Regions from separate parts of the Gasterosteus aculeatus genome. Here region 2 is linked to region 1. Evidence: chromatin contacts called from public Hi-C data. All regions are on one chromosome and are shown on one strand. The core of a region is the stretch at or near the end of the contact, and the rest is flanking DNA. Distances in the headings are between cores, read along the strand shown.

Evidence for each region. A called contact is a pair of places that touch in the nucleus more often than the background predicts.
Region 2: a contact with region 1 is called in a Hi-C map of skeletal muscle, with 1.8 times the contacts expected there. The contact joins the promoter of LOC120811897 here to the enhancer-like site in region 1. A contact is called at or near these places in 2 of 6 Hi-C or Micro-C datasets (both in skeletal muscle).

Annotation. Positions count from the first base shown.
Region 1 is chr21:12,477,464-12,482,356 of fGasAcu3.hap1.1, reverse strand. No RefSeq gene overlaps it. Among protein-coding and RNA genes, the nearest start is that of pex2, 18 kb to the left of the region's middle. Within about 2 kb of position 2,221, at least 3 of the 9 cell types and tissues checked have open chromatin away from gene starts, as enhancers often do.
Region 2 is chr21:12,535,018-12,539,910 of fGasAcu3.hap1.1, reverse strand. LOC120811897 reads right to left here and starts at 1,887. Exons shown (of 18, transcript XM_078095805.1): 1 at 1,722-1,887. It overlaps LOC144389991 (a long non-coding RNA gene), which reads right to left. Exons shown (of 8, transcript XR_013454037.1): 8 at 3,272-3,409.

The DNA.
Region 1 (4,893 bases), core at 972-3,471:
CCCACCCATGCGCATGTATGTGTGTAAACATGTATTGGTCCGTATGGCATAAACAATCCCCTACTCCTGTCAGGAACACAGAGTGATCCATCAGTTTCTCCACAGAAAACCAATTTCACTGGAGATGTTCAGTTTTTTTCACAGACACACACCACCTATCCTGGCAGAGAGAGAGAGAGAGAGAGAGAGAAATGGGGAATAGAGAAAAAAGGACAGGACACATACACAGAATAGGGGAAGATAAAGACAGAAGCAAAAGAATGGTGAGGAAATTGAACAGAGAAGGGAAGGAAACGTAAGGCAAAATTGAAAAGGAAGGGTGGGGGGGGGGGGGGGGGGGGGGGGGATGAAATAAAATAGAAAAAAGACCCACGGTGCAGTGTTTGATAGGACACACTGTTATTTGCTGTCTCATCACTTCAATGCGGTGCGTACAAAAAAAACCTTGCTCCGTTGCCCTGTGTGCGCTAGGAGTTGACGCATAGTGCCTGACAAACAGCCTTTATGTAAACTCCTTTTTTTCTTCTTGGGCTTTTGCCCATTAAAGTGTGGAATTAGGAGCGAGGAGCAAGGCATGCTGTGGCGGCCCAGTTATGGCATGTTGAAGCGGGCGGATGACAACATAATTACAGAGTCATCTCGTAACACGTGATTAAACAAACAATGCACGTCGTTTCTAGCATCTTTTTGTCCTCATGCATGTGTGCGCGCCGAGTAGCCGTGTTGCATGTGTTCATGCCCACGGACGGGGAAAAAGGAAGTGACTTCGTGCAATCCTTGTGAACATACGTGGGCGCGCAGAGACGTAGACAGACGGGAATATTTGATGCAGACAAACAGGCAACGGACAGCAAGATAATGTATATTTGTGGTAATGGGCTTAAGTTAAAACAAGACGGGAAAGGCCTTTGTTTTGGAGCAGCTGAATTGCTACTAATGACTAGAGGAGCTCCAACTGCAATCTCAGCCTATTATAACTTAGAGATGGCTCTTCTGTGTTTTTAAAGATGAATGCAAATTAAAAAGCATTAAGCCACATTCATTTGCGGTCTTTGGCATGTAGGCCACTTTTCGGTCCGAGGGCCACTTATGGCTGCCTTATTTCTTCCAATGACCTTGAAATCAAAGACGGCGCAAGTTTTAATGATTAAGAGGGCTCTTAAAGACTCAAAACGGAAAAGCAATACAGCGCCTCATTAAAATTTTCATTTAAACATTAAAAAAGCTTTTCGTTACAAATGTTCCTGCCAGGATGCTGAGTTGATACACAAAGAGGGCCGCGAGAATGAATGCATCCCTTCTTCCCTTCATCAGTGCTTCCCTAACTTACAAGGCATACTTATTTGGCTGCTTTTATCATGTTCTTTGTGAGACTCTGGCTTGTGTGTGTGTGTGTGTGTGTGTGTGTGTGATAAACGACGGGTTGTGGAGCACTGTGATTTGGTGCAGGGCCTGTGAATGACCTGGGGAATGCGGCGTGTCACTTTATATTTAGCTTCTATTTCCTCACCGCCTGCTCTTCCGCTGCACATGGTATGATTTCAGTTCGAAAGTGTGTGTATGCGTACGTTAACAAAGAGTGAGATGTATCCCATCACCCCCTAAAATTTCTTCATTCCCTCCTCCATTGCTCCCTTATTTCCCCAACGACTCGGCGTGCCTTGTAAAAACCTCGGCCCGGCTGCTCAGCGCCCTTTAAAATGTAAAGCAATATTACGAAGCTTGACACTTTGATCTCTGTTACTATGGAATTGTTTCAAGGGTCCAGCAAATGTAAAGAAAAGCGTGACCGTCCATTTGAATGATTGCGTGCCAGGATATTCACCTTACCTGCCGCTTTCACAGGGGAAAAAAAAATGTAAGAACGGGATGAGAGAACCGCAATATCGATTGTTTGTTAGAGACATGCCAAAAACAAGAGAAAATGTATTTTTCAGTTTTTTTTGGCATGTGGATCTAAAACCCCTGTAACTTCAACCTCTCATTTGTTTAGTTATTTACAGCCCTGACAACAAAAAGCCTCGAACGGTTCTGCAAACTACACAGCACCCTTTGTGTCACAGGCAAAACAGGAAATCAGGCTTTTGTCCGCTCCAGATGGCATCAAAAAACACCTTGTTTCATCTGTCTTAAGCAATCCCATCTTGACGCCTTCACACGTCCCCATGTGGGGCTGTGCCGCTCCTCAGAACAGATTGGGAAACAGCACAAACGATCTGCCGGGGAAGTCCCAGCGGGCTGCCATAACATGCTCGTTTGCCGACGCACCTCTGTTGCACGGAGCCCGTGTTTGATTTCTCTCAGGTCGCCCCTCCTTTTCTCTCTCTCTCTTCCTGCTCTCACTCTCACTTCACTTATATCACTTGCTCATTTTGCTTTCTGTGTCACCTGCTTGCTTTCTTTCTTTCCCTTTCTGTGTGTCCGTGACACTTGTTCTCCATCAGCCTGTTGGCCTGTCTGTCTCCGACTTCTTTTTCTTTTTGTTTTCCCTCCTGGGCCTGCCTTTCCTTCTCCACAACACCTCCTCCGCCTTCTTTTTCACTTTAAAAAACGTGTTAGTTGGCTGTGTGTCTCGTAGAAATGCCGGCAGTGACTGTGTCCTTTATCAACGACGCACTGACGACAGAGGTGTACTCCTGCTTCCATCCTTCGTACCTCAACAAGTAGACATTGCAGCAACAAACCCTAAAAGCAAGCCAAAAGAATTGATATAAGGAAAAAAAAAGATTAGATTGCCGTTGTGTATGTATTGCCTTTGTTGTAAATCCACAGTTCATTTTTACCTCCCATCTAAAAGGATGCTTCACTACTACCGTTGTGCCTTTTGTTGCCTATTCCTGTGTCCTCTTCCCCACTAATGCGGTGCAGCCAACCTCACAAACATTTTTTATATCTTCATTTAATAAAAAAACACAACTAATTTCCTCCAGTTTTGCAGAATCAGTCGGATTAGTCAAAAAGTTGCATTACACCTGTTAACAGAAAAACAACAGGTTCTGCTTTGGATGCATATACCCCCCTAAAAGAGCCAGCAATAAATAATAAGATTTCATGTTGAGTATCTGTGCACGGGGGACGATGGTTCCCTGATTTCTCAGGTGTAGCGCTTCGGTGGATGAATCGCAGGTGCATGAGGTATTGTGGGGCTGGATGGAACACAGGTGCTGGAGTCTATTTCCGGTCTGTGCCGTTAATCACCAACCTGAAGCTGAAATATGGCTTGTGTTTTAGTTCCCTTGATGGCATAAACCCAGGTTGGGAAATAGTAATAACAATAAGGACAAGATAAAATCAAGAGACGTGTTTCAAAATGTCCTCTGCGTTATCAACAAATATGGACTCAAAGTCTGGAAGATAATAGAAACTAAAAAGGATCTGATGCTATTAACTGAAAAGATGATAAACATAAACAACGCACAACATAGACTATGAGTGTGTGCGTGTGTGTCACACACACACACACGCACGCCATGTCTTCCTCATCTTCTGGTTTGTTTTATTTCTGTTATTGCCCCTAGAAGAGTCAGAATGTGACAAAGGTTTGTATCAGAAACAGACTGGGCATCGGATTATAAGCTGTTTATCTTTGTTAAATGATGACAACATAGTAACGCCAATACACAAGTGGCCTCAGATGTGATGTTGGTCAATATATATTGACAGACAAATCACTGTTGTTGTTCTTTCGTTTCGTCATTGTCCAGGCCCAATGCATGAGGGGCTAAACTGGGAGTGAATGTGATTGGATTTTCAGTCTCCGTCATTAAATTCCCATGCGGGGAATACTAATTCCAGTATTTAGTGCGGTGATGCTAGGGCTTGCTTTCATCTTAAACTGATTCCAGTCTAATTAGATTGGGCATGTGGGGGGTGGTGGATGTATCCGTCTGGACTAATCCCTGCCTCTCTGTCCCAAACATTGTATTATCCAGAGAAAATCCATTGGCTGCAGGCTATTCAACGGCAGATCTGCCTGAACCGCAGCCTCTGCACTGTATCATCTGGAAAGCTGTGGCTCGAAGGGTGCACTGTGCAGTGAGGGTGGAACCCAATGGTCACGAGTGATGTATGGCTTGCAGAAAACGCCATTTAAAATTTCCAGTAAACCTTTTATCGTGTATTCAGGGCGAGACCGCTCACTGTTGTGGCCTCTTTAGCAAAGCTGTGTCTGAACTACTATGGACTACCCGCTTCAGAAGGTCTTTTTTATTCCAGGACAGTGCAGTTAGGTTGCAAGATTGGGTGGCCCCAAAATACAGCCACAGCAAAAATGTATTATGCTTCGTTTGTTGTTTTTAATTAACAACAATTTCTGAAGCTACATGTCAAATATAGCAAACAATTCGCTTGTGTATAACCTCGGGTGTACGCAAACACACACATACATTTACTGCGCATAGATCACCCTGTCGTCCTGCTTGTGAATTACTGGCGAACCACAGTAAAATGGCAGGGTAAAGAGGTCCTTCTTCAAGGAGCTGTGAAGGCCAGGAAAAATGAAAGGCCTTCAGCCATTGTTCTCCACAAAGGTCAAACGCAATTCAATCCCATAATACGGTGGGAGGGAGCCCTACCTCGGCAACCGCCTTCGCTTAAAGGCCGGGCAACAGGAAAGGACCATTCAGCAGAACAGTTGCACCCTGTGAGCCGAGCACATTCGTCAAGGGCGAGGGGTGAAGTCAGGAGAGGGGGAGGAAAAGGCTGTTTTTGAGGCTTTTACATGTCGTGGCCGTTTCACTGCACGCTGAAGTGTATTAAGCGAAACAATAAAGGCCACAACCGATTCTGCCAGAGTGAAAAGATTCCCATCTTCCCCTTTCATTTTTGCTGCCCTTGTGAAATTTCATTAGGTGGATTTAACGACTTGTGAATGTCGGCTTCCTCCGTGACCAT
Region 2 (4,893 bases), core at 638-3,137, 58 kb before region 1:
ACCCCAGGAGCCAAATCCATATTTCCCAGAGAAAAAATATTATATATATATATATATATATATATATATATATATATATATATATATATATATATATACTCATTTTCTACAGAAAACGCTAACGCTTTCCTATTCTTCTGAGTGAAAGAGACACAGTGCGACAGGCAGAGAGCAGAGAGTGAATGAGCCGAGTTGACTGCAGATGAAGTAGCGTGTGTTGACAGTATTTGTTCAGCTGTGATAATGTTAGGACATTTAGCTCTGCAGAGGAAAACTTCTCTCACTTTCACTTACAGTACATTCGAGTGGGAGCAAGCAGCCTCACTCCACCGCTACCACTGTCCATACAGTAATGGAATGAAGTGTGCACGAGTGCATGCAGAGCTGTGCGCGTGACTTTGTGTGTGCGAGTTTGTGTGTGTGTGTGTGTGTGTGTGTGTATGAGAGAGAGAGAAAGACAGAGCGCTTGTAATAGATCAGAGAAAGAACAGTTTGGGTGCGTAAAGCAGCACCAGATGTGCAGCAGAAACCAGATCCCTGGACAGAACGTAATGGTCCATCCGTTGACTTAATCAAATCCAAACATGACGGACACAACCTCACACACACACACACACACACACACGCGCAAACAGACACGAAGCATACTGTAGCTAACTGCACACACGCATGAACAAAGGAAGAATTGACCAATCCCTCATATTTGTTGCACCTGTGAAATTTTTCCCATCCTGCAGGATGACAGCTGAATTAATGTGCACTCCACGGCAGAGTGAATAAAAAGAGGGCAACAACATTTTCTAAAACCTTTAATGAGGATACAAAACCTTTGTTGTCATATAGCGTGAGCTATAGAACGGGTATTCTTTTAAATGTAAATCCCATATTGTGCTGTTGTAACAAAAAGCCTCACCCAACACAATCACGACCACTGCAATTCTAAAGATAATACGCAACGCGTCAGTGAAGAGAACTGACCCTTGCATGTGGCTTCCCTTTTATTGGATTTTTACAAAAGAGAAGTCCTTGTTTTCCACAGATGACTCACTGAAACGAATCTTTGCAACCTGGCTAATGAACACAAACCACGGAGCTCTACACTGTATGCGTTTGGTGTTTCACAAAAAGGCGCCGCGCTGCCCAACAAGCAGCATACAATGGGATCATTTTGGGAGTTTTCATGCAGACTGATCTAATTTTGGCAGAACAATTCAAATATATGTCAAGTCTGTCTCCGTCAAAAGAGTGTGTTTTTAATAAGGCTCTAAATATCAGAACATCCCATTAACCATTATCTAAAACCTTGTTATCAGCACCATTGTAGAAAGAGACAATGCCTGTCACAGTGAATATTACATTTGAAAATTGAATATTTAAATGAATCCCTCACCTATACAACCCTTCTTATCAGCCCCATTGTGGGAAAAGACAATGCATTACATTAAAGTGAATATTATATTTTATGTCCTATGCTGTAGAAATTGGGGATTTTCAGCTCAACCGTTTCTTCCCGAACGTTTTCCGCTTTGTGTAACAAAGCGCTTTCCTGACCTTGTGAGCGAACAAACTCGCTAATAACGCATCGCCGCCGACGACACGCGGCCAACAACGGGGGGGAGTCGGATGCGGCCGCCTCAAGTGTCAAGTCTTTGCAAGAATTTCGAGCTTAGTATTGGAACGAAAACCTTGAGGACAAAAAAACAAATCAAAAACCCAATTACCTTCTTTTCAGTGGTGTGTGACGCACGTGTATCAGCTCCTGCTGCACGTGCTCCTTCTCTTTGTTGGAGCGGTGCAACTGGTCTTGGATCTGCACTCTCTGCTGCTCTTTCCGTGTCCGGGGCCGGTGTTGTTTCACGGGTGTCGTTCCACAAGCACTCGGTGGTTTGCAGCTGAGGAGGAGAACTTTTTACAGCAAGAGGAAAGTGGAACTTTGGGACGTTCGCGTCCACTCGGTCTCCATGGCAGTGAAACGGAAACACGTCGAGGCTTTGTGCCGTGCGGGGGGAACCCTACGGTTACTGCTTTGACTCGGGACCAATAAAACCGCTTGACTGCACATCGTGAAAGGCAAGGGACGCGAACGGGAGACAAGTGCACTATTCTGTGTGCGCACGCCCCCTGAGAGGACACCCGTTTCAAAATGGCCGCCGGTGGAGGCCGTTTAACAACAATCCTTAAACAGTTGTGTTGAGTCTATTTTCACGGTGCATCTCGCAGCTCCTCGCACGAGAAAATTAAATTTGGACTCCGATACAAAACACACACTTTGGACGAGTAGGAGAAGAGGAAAGACGGACTCAGCGCTGTGACCCAAAGTGTGCAAAGTGAGCGCCGGCACGCGTGAATTCGATCCGCCGCCACCTCCAGAAGACTCACGATGCCAGTGAGGTAAAAGGATAAATTGGGATATTATTGAAAAGTAAAGGGCACAAAGTCGGGATCCAAGTACGTCTTTCAAGTGTTTCCCCGAGTCGAGCAACTAACACGCTTTCATGGTTGAATGTACTTTGTTTAGTTGGCTGCCGGGCAGCCGGTGTCCGCTAAAACACTAGTAACAGATGAATGACTCGTTTCGGTCAAGGACACAGTTAATGGGTTACTCTAGGCCTAAAACATGGCTGCCGCGGTCTACACTGATACACCTAGAGGGGCAGGAGGAGAGAGAGATGAATACAGAGAGAGGGAGAGAATGATAAGAAAGAGAGGGAGCGGACAATGAGAGAAACCCAAAGGCCGTTCCATTCATCATCCGTATGACTGTTTAATGTTCCCATACATTACGATTGGTTCACATTGGGGGGAGGGCGAGACCGGACAAGGCGGAGGAGCGAGGGAGAAGGAGCGCAATCAAGGAAGAATTATCTGAAAAATAAATAAATTAAAAAAATAATGAACGGACAAAAGAAAAAAAACACAAAACAACTCTTCACCCCTCCTCCCCCTCTTGGCTAAAGGATATTCACACTAACATGGTTCTTTATTGTACAAAGAGCCAACTCTCTGCGGGGCTAAGATGGTGGCGATGAGTTATTAAATATGGAGAGAGGGCGAGAGAGGGAAGGCGGAGGAGGAGGGGAAGAAGGGACAGATGATTAACTGTGAAGGAAGTAAAAAATGAGGAGAATTCCCAGATGTACCTGACTGGATTTGATTTAGAGAAGGTTCCTTATTTAAGAGGAGCTCCCGTCCTGTGTGTCTGTGAGACAGAGAGACGGTGTGTGTGTGTGTGTGTGTGTGTGTGTGTTACCTACTTTGCTCTGCTTTCATTGAGCAGTGCATTGTCAATGACCAGCTGTTGCTTTTGTTTCTCCGTCATTGCCAAGGTTCCCGTCACAGAGTCCCGTGTGGCTCGCAAACCAACCACATCCTGGTCCAGGTGGCTCCCATGCTCATCTCGCGCTTTCATCTAACACACACACACACACGCACACGCACACAAAAAGTCAGCACTGTATGTGCACATACAATACATATCCCACAACTACAGTGTGTTTTACCTTCGTTGGAACAATGCAGGTAAAACACACAAAGTTGATATCTTTGTTCATGCAATTAACAATATGTTGTACGTGGATATTATCAATTATTCATTTATTGTTAAGTATTAACATTAGGAGCTGGTTCACGGATCCTTATGGTTGACCCCCCGACACATAGCTTGACCTCACATTAAGGTACCTACTACTAACCAATGGATAAGTAAAAGTTTCATGTGATCACAGTAGGAAGTCTGTCTAACAATGTTGATGGCAGACAAAATAAAGAAACATTCATCATGTTTTGTGAGAGGTCCATTAGTCTCCGATCTTGTTGTTTGTTGGTCAGTTTCACAAGCCAACATAAATATCCAACTACAAAGGTTGGAGCATTATTATTCTCATCATCAACCCCCGAACATTGAAATTTTAAACTCATCACTTACGGCATCATCATTTCCCACTAAGAGAATAAAACACGTGCACGTCACTGGCTTGAAAACTACAAACAACTTTTGCTGCGCATTACTTTTCATGCATTAGCGTCGGAGCTGTTGTGGGTAAAAAAAAAAGAGACGCGGTGGTTGAACTCCTCACCCCGTGCGTGGTTGTCAGTGTGTGTGGGCCTGTGGGTCAGAACCCCGAGTCATATCAAAGCCCCTATTCATTAGCACCGTGCTGAAAGAGCCCTGTGTTACATTAGTGAGGAGGCTCCATAGACACCCAATACACACACACACACACACACACGCACATGCAATGTTCATTTACGGATTGTGACGACACACAATGTGGATCTGAACCACACTATGCAGTATATACATCATCATGCGGCCTATTGTGGCGGCGAGCTAAAGCTGCTCTTTAATGCAGTTAACTCATCTACAGCGCGGCTAATGGATGGTTACAATTATAAGCAATGGGGCGACACTGAATTAGAATGAAGCTTTCATCTGGATATTGCCCAAATTTTTGTGCGACCGTTGGGAAATTAAATAAGTTCCACAAAACTGAGACAATAAGGTGGGAATTTCAGTGCTTCAGCCAAGTCGAGCACATTAAATTAGTGGGCAAAAGTTGGTCCTCTTATTTTAATCCATTAAGAGAGGATGTGAGATGAAAAATGATCATGAAGCAAAAGAGCAGATTTTCTTCTCATTTAAAACATTCTAACCATTAAGGCTAAGCCGAGTTAAAGCAATCATGGCTCCTAAAATTCATCAACTGCAACTGTTTTACTGTACGATTCATGCTGGTATTTCTTATGTAATAGATCGTAAATACAGTTACAAAGAATTACAAAGAAATAGATATTATAAACACCGGTACTGAATATTCAGTGGCGTCTTAATTAAAGTTGCGTATTGCGTAAGATTTGGCTTGTTGGAAAAGAGGAAAGTTATGATTTAAGTAT